Linked DNA regions of Mus musculus: region 2 is linked to region 1. The links are chromatin contacts, called in public HiChIP or PLAC-seq maps. All regions are on one chromosome and are shown on one strand. The core of a region is the stretch at or near the end of the contact, and the rest is flanking DNA. Distances in the headings are between cores, read along the strand shown. Region 1 overlaps Sae1 (SUMO1 activating enzyme subunit 1). Region 2 overlaps Arhgap35 (Rho GTPase activating protein 35).

The links. HiChIP or PLAC-seq counts read pairs in DNA pulled down with a chosen protein or histone mark.
Region 2: a CTCF HiChIP or PLAC-seq map of CD8 T cells shows a contact between it and region 1, with 5 read pairs. The contact joins two enhancer-like sites. A contact is called at or near these places in 2 of 39 promoter capture datasets (maxillary cranial neural crest and pre-B cells), 2 of 15 datasets of contacts at CTCF or cohesin (CD8 T cells and embryonic stem cells), 1 of 484 Hi-C or Micro-C datasets (LSK cells), 6 of 115 datasets of contacts at active chromatin or transcription factors (embryonic stem cells, microglia and stem cell-derived neural progenitor cells) and 1 of 9 other capture datasets (adipose tissue).

Annotation. Positions count from the first base shown.
Region 1 is chr7:16,324,499-16,328,578 of GRCm38.p6, forward strand. It overlaps Sae1 (SUMO1 activating enzyme subunit 1), which reads right to left. Exons shown (of 9, transcript NM_019748.3): 9 at 2,552-3,431. The coding sequence ends at 3,339. Among named protein-coding and RNA genes, the nearest start is that of Bbc3, 17 kb to the left of the region's middle. Within about 2 kb of position 1,918, at least 168 of the 459 cell types and tissues checked have an H3K27ac peak or open chromatin away from gene starts, as enhancers often do. A contact at or near this core is called in CD8 T cells, where this site is marked.
Region 2 is chr7:16,491,825-16,495,904 of GRCm38.p6, forward strand. Arhgap35 (Rho GTPase activating protein 35) reads right to left here. Exons shown (of 7, transcript NM_172739.4): 7 at 2,649-4,080. Among named protein-coding and RNA genes, the nearest start is that of Npas1, 17 kb to the left of the region's middle. Within about 2 kb of position 1,752, at least 10 of the 459 cell types and tissues checked have an H3K27ac peak or open chromatin away from gene starts, as enhancers often do. A contact at or near this core is called in CD8 T cells, where this site is marked.

The DNA.
Region 1 (4,080 bases), core at 668-3,167:
CTCAGCAGCTTAGCAGCACATAACTTTTAGCTGTTGGGCTATGTTGTTGGCCCTAACATATATTCTTTTACTTGTTTGGTTTTATGAGACAGGGTTTCTCTGTGTAACAGTTGTCCAAGTTGTCCTGGAACTCACTCTATAGACCAGGCTGGCCTCAAATTCAGACATCCGCTTGCCTCTGCCTCCTGAGTGCGCCAACACCGACTGACTTTTCAACATATTATTCTTAAACACAAGCTGTGTAAAGGAGGTTTAAAAAAACCTCACTTGTCCATGGTGGACATACATCTACATAGCTGAGTCTGGGTGGAACTTGGCCATCTGGAAAGCTTCCCTCTCAAGACTTATGAGGGTGACCTCGGGGCGGGGGAAAGTGGATACAGCCAACACATCCAAAAAGCATCTCACGTTTCTCTCCAAAATCCTGAGTTCAGCCATGAGGGCAGCTGCTAGGATTATGAGTCTAACAGGCTGCCAGGCTGCCTGATGCGCTGAGGGTTTTTTTCCCTTGTTTATTCTTTGAGATGAGTTCTCACTGTTTAGCTCATGCTGATTTTGAACTTGAGATCCTCCTGGCCCAACAACAGTTGGGAATATAGGCATACACTGCTAGCACACTGAGCGTCAGCAGAGAAGCCTTTGAAGATAGCAGAGAGAGCTGTGGAATGACCGAGACAGTAGACTGTTTAGGCCAAGCACTCTCCATCTGACTTGACTCCCAGAACACCCAACGTGGAAGAATTTCCACCCATCCTTGCTACTAGGTATGGCCCAGATGAAGGCGGGTGGGTCTTCCCATGTCAAATGTGTTAAGAACCCTCACAGGTGTAACCCAGGTGATTGGGTTTCAGTTAATTCCAGATGTAGTCAAGTTGAGAGTCAAGACTAGACACATAATCTTATCTTCTTATGTTTAATTTTCAAATGAAAATAATAACCGGTCATAACTATGAAAGTCTAACATAAGTATCCCCAGAGCAACTGCAGAAGCATTATGTTACTGGTTTTGCTTGTTTTTGATACAGGGTCTGACCGTGTAGCCCTGGCCGTCCCTGAACTCTCACAATGTAGACTAGGTTGACCTCAAACGCAGACGTCCACCTGCTTCTGCCTCCAGAGTGGTCGGATTTAAGGTGTGGATCACCTTGTCAGCAGCACCCTAAACCCTAAGTCTGCTCTCTGACCTCAGCATGAGAAGTGCAGTGTGTGAACTTACACACTTAACACCCATACTTGAAGAAATGCATTCAATTTTTTTTTTTTTTTTTTTTTTGGTTTTTCGACACAGGGTTTCTCTGTGTAGCCCTGGCTGTCCTGGAACTCACTTTGTAGACCAGGCTGGCCTCGAACTCAGAAATCCACCTGCCTCTGCCTCCTGAGTGCTGGGATTAAAGGCGTGCGCCACTACGCCCGGCTGGCATTCAACTTTTTTTAAAAAGTAGGTAAGACTGAGCACAGAAGTGAGTTACTGCTTTATGAATGTTGGTTTGAGACAAGGTCTATGTAGTCCTAGCTGTCCTGGATTTCCTGTCCTGCCTCCCCTTCCTGCATGCTGGGAGGACAGGCAGGGGATAGCCTGCCCAGCTGTGTTTGTCTTTTGTGCAGCCCACTCTCCAGCACGCTTTGAGAAGGGTGGACTGGAGGTACTGTGCCTCTGGGCAGCCCACCCCCATGCCCTGCTCTCTTGACTCCTATGCCTCTGAGGATAAGTTCTGTCCCCACAGAGCTGCATACCTTGCAGAGGTTCTAGAAGCCATTACTTTACTGGCTTTCCCAGACACGTAGGGATCTTCCTATCTGTAGGGTACTTGTAATCTGGACTGGCAGCGGCCAGATTCCTCAGAGGCCCTCTGGGTGACTCAGCCTGTGACCTAGAGGCACCAGATGGAAAGCTTGTTTTACGTAGGTTAGGAGTGTCTGCTCCCCCTTGTGACCAAGACTTCACACTGCAACCAGAAAGGTGATTTCTTTGGCCTTTCATACCCGAGAGATCCACAGGGCTGCTGATCCCAGTGCTACAGCTGTGTTAATGACGCCCAGAAAGGGTTCCACTGCACCTGGGATGGATACGGGGACACACGGGTGAGAACTGTGTCTTGCACCAACTAGAGCACAGGGGGACTAATAACTGGAGCTGATGGTATTGCAGGGGAAGCCCTATCTTATAGCCATAGGATTCTGCTTTCCACCTCACCAACTTGCTGCACAGAAGGGGCTGGCTTTCAACTTGTGACCTTCCTGTCTCAGCCTCCTAGGTGCAGACAGGACAGGAGTGTGCCACCCACCATGGTTAAGCTGGGCGCTCTAGCTCACCCACGTGACTTCAGCCTGTTAGTACTGAGACCCTCAGCACACAGGCAGGAGCCTAAGCATCCATGTGTCCTGTCTGCAGTGCAACTGCTGTATTATCAAAAGGACAAAGGAAGCAAGGAGGCTGGGCTGGAGACAGTAGGAATCTTTTAAGCATAAGAGGGTGTGAGACTTTTCAGGTTTAAGGAAAATAGGACACCAGCTACCCACCCATGTTTCTAAAACAGAGGAGACAAGCAAGTTTAAGAGAAAGACACTTTATTATCATCCTTTATCCAGCAACCAAGGGGATCTACAAACTAGACAGGCTGCCCTCATACTCCTAGAAGGAAGACCAAACCAACTGCCCCCCAACCCACTCCTGTCAGGGGCCCGGGTGCCCAGTATAAGGAGCTGGGTAACAGTGCCCCACCCTAACTCTGGAATATGCCCTTTATTATATTTTGAGAAAGGTTCTTGGTACATTATGTAGACCAACTTGGCCCTGAAATTTACAGTAAATCCTGCCCCGGCATCCCAACATCTAGGATTACAAGCCTGCATAATGGCCCCTAGCATTAAATCTACTTTTTAGAAATAAACTGTTTGGGCTGAAAAGATGGTTCAACCATTAAAGGTAAGGTGCATAGGCTCACAACCAAAAGACATGACAACTGGGTGACAGTCTCTCCCTTCCAACACCCAGGCTCCAGCCTGAGGAAGGGTCAACAACAGAGGTCTATTCTCAGTTCTCCAGGCAGCACTGGGCCTCGGATCCCCTCTGCTGACTATAGAGGGAAGTTAAGTCCAAACCGTGACAAGACACTCTGACATCATGAAGTATGATGCTCTCTCTCACTAGGCACTGCCAGTCCCCAGTGACAGCCCAAGGGAGCAATGCCAGAGGTGCCACGTGATTATCATATTTGGGACCCCGCAGTTCCCTGATAGCTTCGAAGACAAAGGCAGGATGAAGTCTGGCCTGCTTGCTCTAGAAAAATGATCCGGAGAGAGGGCAGGTGACTCGGTGGCCTTGTACACACCTCAGCTCACTGGGGACCAAGGCACTCCACAATTCCACTCCCCTTCATGCCGTCGAAGAAGAAGAAGTTGTTGTGAGGAGGGTCCCTTTGAGACAGGGCCTGGAGAGAGGAGAAGAGGGCTCAGCTTCAGAGTAGAGACAGAAGACCACCACATTGACGGGCCTTCTAACGTGGGCCAGGGAAAAACTACAATGAAAATGACAAAGGAAGGGCCAAGAGCCCTCTGGGTAAAAGCTTCTGCTTAGGATGGGAGGTGGCGACATAGCTCTAATCCTAGGACTTGGGAGGCAGAGGCAGGTGGATCGATGTTGAGTTCCAGGCCAGCTTAGCCTAGAGAAAAACTATGTCTAGAAAAACACCATTTATAACAAACAAACACACACACAAACAAACAAACAGAGAAAAAAGCAAGAGGCCTAACACAATCATGACCAAGCTTAAACAGAGGCTTTTCCCTAGCTTCAGAGTTAAATATTCGAGTTTAGTCCCTGGAATGGCATTCACATCTCAGGAAGTACAAGGCCAGCAGAGTGCAGGTGGGCTACACAAACAGTAGGACTTTGTCACAAACCAACCAACCAACCAACCAACCAACCAACCAACCATGTATAACGGTTTAGTGCTCCTCAACTGTGGCTGGCCCACCTAAGCTCCAGGGGTCACCAGCATGTGCAGAACTCCTCTGCCATCCCTTCCTTGTCCCTCCCAGGATACATCTCTCAGTAACAGGAGCTGTTGTCATCAATGG
Region 2 (4,080 bases), core at 502-3,001, 170 kb after region 1:
CTAGGGCCCAGTTTTCAGAACAAGTCTCTCCCTAGCCGCTCCCCCACACTCCCCAGCCCTAGGGTGCTTTCTTCCCAATCTCAACTTTTGTATGCAGCAGGGCAGGATGGTGTTCTGCTGACCCCTGGTGGCCACATGGAACAAGGCAGTGCATTCTCTCTGCAGGTGTTGTTTTGATGCCAATTCTGGCATGTCCAGCTTTGGTTCTCACAGGTGCACTCAACATTCAACTGACTCTGTTGTCTGGAGTTCTAAGATGTGCCAACCCCCACCTCTCCTTCTCATGTTCACATTCTCGCAGTGTGCTAATCCAACTGACTCAGCGCCCAGGCTAGGATTCACTCAAATCTTTTCTGGCTTGGACTGTCTCTCTCATTATTGATGTTTTTTAGTGATTTTGAGATGAGGTCTCAAAGTGTACCTTAAACTCATAATCCACCTGCCTCAGCTTTTTAAAAACGTGTGCTCATTTTACATGCATTGGTGTTTTGCCTGCCTTCTGTGTGAGGGTGTCAGATCTTGGAGTTACGATTTTGAGCTGCCATATGTGTGGGTGCTGGGAATTGGGCCCAGATCCTCTGGAAGACCAGTGTTCTTAACTGCTGAGCCATCTCTCTGTCCTGCACCCCACCCACCTCAGGTTTTGATTGTGGGGACTATAGGCATGCCTATAGACTATAGGCACACTTGGCTTAATATTTTGTCCCTTTTTGCCCTGAGGACCGAACACATAGCCTTCTGCCTGTGCATGCTAGGCAAACTCTACCACTGATCCACACCCACCTCCCTTTACGTTTTGTGAGATAATCTTGCTAAACCTTTAATTCCTTGGTGGCTCAAGCAGGCCTGAAAAGGGAAATTCTCCTGCCTTAGCCTGAGTAGCTACTATGATTGGCCTGTAACACCAGGTTTGGCTGCCTTTCATGGATTTACTATTAGGTGCATGTACATATAAGTACAGGGATTGATGGAGGACAGAAGCGTTGCAATCAGTAGTTAGCCTGTGTAGGTGCTGGTAACGGAATTCAGATCCCTGCAAGAGCAGTATATGCTGTTAACTGAGTCACTTCCTCAGGGAGAGCTTAAAGAGCGACCCACTGGTCACACAGCTGTGACAGCATCTGATAATTCCACTGAGAAGTGGGCTCTGGGCAGGCAGAGCTGTGCCTGTGGCTGTGCTTCCTGGAGCCCGGCACAGAGCACATGCTCTGGGATTCTGAATTAAATGAGTGGAGACAATCTAATGCCAAGTTAAGTACACTTCAGAGCTTCCTAGTCATGGGGTGGGGAGTAGCCTATCTGCAACCCTATTACCTGGGAAGTTGGAGGCAGGAGAATCAGTTCAAGGCTAGCCTCAGCTACATATTGAGGGCTCCTCCAGACTAAACAATAAAAACAAAAGGACAACTGTGGAGGTCCCAGGGATCAAGTCCTCAGGAATTGGTGGCAAGTACTTTTACCCAACGTGCCACTGCACCAGCCTAGAATCAGGTGACGACATTCTGGCTGGGCATAGGAGAGTCACAGATGTGCCCACTAGAACTCTAGACTCATGTGAGTGGTAGCTTACACCTGTAATCTCAGCACTCAGGAAGCTGATTCAGGATTGTACCAAGTATAGGAACACTCTGGGCTATACATTAGTACCATCTTGGGGTGGAGTTGGCTTAGTGGCTAAAGGTGCATGCTGTTTATATAGAGGACCAGAATTCTCTTCCCAGCTCACAACTAGTAACCCCTGTTCCAGGAGATCCTATGCCCTCTGCTGGCCTCCACAGGCACTGCATTTACCCACAAAAACACATTCATATAAAACTATGTTTCAAAAAACAAACAAAAAACCACAAAAAACTGAATAGGGGATGGAGAGATGGCTCAGAGATTGAGAGCTTGCTGCTTTTGCAGAGGACCCAAGTTCGGTTTATTGGGCGGCTCACAACTGCCTCTAACTCACACATAGGAGGCCAGCCAGGGTTACATGGAGAAACCTGAAGCAAAACAAAACAAAACAAAACTCAGGAGGAGGTGGAGGAGGAGGAGGTAGGTAGGTAGGCTTGAAGTTTGAGGCTGCCTGGAGTTTTTTCCCCATCCATGGTGGTGCTGTGATAGACATCCTGTATGAGGAACTTCTAGGCCCCTGCCATAGGGAAGGAAGGGTCAAGGGAGGTCAGGTTAAGCGTGCATGTGGGGATCCATCAGAATCTCAGCAGGCCTGAGTTACAGTATTCTAGAGCACTGGAATGGAGGCAGAGGAAAGAGCACTTGCCACCATCTGGGATCCAGATGATGGGATGATCCTACTTCACCAAGGTGTTCTTTGATGGGCCTTCGTGATAGCCATGTGCCCACACTCACAACCACTCAAACTTCCTTACACAGATGTTTAAAACCAGCTGTCTCAGCACACCTGGTCCTAGGACTACATGTGTGCACCACAGTTACTCTTTCAGTATTTTCAGGGGTGGTGGAAATGTTTTTGCTGTGGCTTCTTTAGGTGGCTAGCCTTCTCACTTCTTACAACTTTCCAAAGCTTCTGGCCATCTGCAGTTCTCCGACTTCTGTCCTCTCAACACGGCTGCAGAGGATGAGGGGTAGGACTGTCCCCACTTGGCCCCAGGCTGCTGTGGAGACTGCGGCCCTTCATTTCTCTCAGGCCTGTTTTTATTTATGGTTTTTTTTTTTACAAGATTGATTTATTAACTATGATACATATCACATAAGGCCTTTTCTGTCTTTTTTTCTTTTTTAACACCATTCCCATTGAGACAAGTACAATACTTTGTAGCAAATACATAATCTTAAAAAACAAAACCAAACAAAAACACTTCTGTCAGAGATGTCTTGGCTGCCAGGATGGCTGCCCATGCACTAAACAGGCTGGAGCCTCAGAAACCCATGACGTATTTAAAAAAAAAAAAAAAAAAAAAAAAAAGCTTGGAAATGAAGCAGACATTCCTAACAGCAACTAGAGAGGTCCTGGTTTGAGCCCCCATGATACAGGAAATCATCGTTACACTTGCTTTACAGACAGGTTTCCACTTTTGCTGCGAAACATAAGTTTGGGCACACGGCCAGACTACTAACACACTTCAATACCATTAATGTTTCTGTTTGTTTTCAGGAAACTCAAAATATTTGTTAATCCAACACATATAAAGATCATTTAACATAGAAAATACAAGTACCAGAAAAATAAGCTGACAGCAGCACTATTCCAAATTTTCAAACAAGTTTTATTCCCATACAATCCCAAGACTTTTCCTTTGCTTAAAATGTACACAGGGAACATGATTCTTTAATGTGAACAATAACTTATGTCCTGGCTCCACTACTTGGGTGGCTTCATGGTTGGGTAATAGTGCCTCTAGCCTTAGCCTCTCTACAGTGTCCCTGGCTGCTGCAGTCCTAGAGTGACCCAGTCCATCCCCTGCCCTCCCCATGCACACTGGCAGTGGATGTGGAATGGAGAACCACTTTCTTCCACCTGCCATCTGTAGATGACTTTAGGAGATGAGGATTGTAGTTGGCCCACTGCTAAGGCTATGGGTCTGGGGGCAGAGCACAAGGTACCCTGTAGGGTCCTCACTTAGGGGATGCAGGTCTTCAGGGATTCCTCCCACTAGACCAGGGGTACAGACCACAGAAGGGTTCACCCCACCCCTCTGGCCTACAAGTTGCTTTTATGTCATTCCATGTAGTGGTAGAGACAGTGTGAAGGTTCTAAGACCGTCTGCTAGTGCTGCTGTCTGCCTTGGCTGGGGAAAATGGAGAGTGTGGGGTCAGACAGAGCTCCAGACCTTTCCATATCCCTTAAAAGGTAGAGATGAGAAGGTGGGACAGTGCAGACAGAATGCATACTACCCAATGTGAAACACAAAACCCAGCCCGTGGTGATGTTGGGTGGTGACAGGCTATGGTCACCTCCAGGGCTTTCTGGGAAGGGCAGTAGCTGACCTGGCCACCCACTCAAGCCTGATTGTTCTGACTTCTGTGGTTGCCTTGTCATGGGTGGGAAGGACACTCAGAGTGCCTGAAAAGGGAGGTGCACCAGCCTGGTGTCCACAAAGTGAGGCCCAAGCA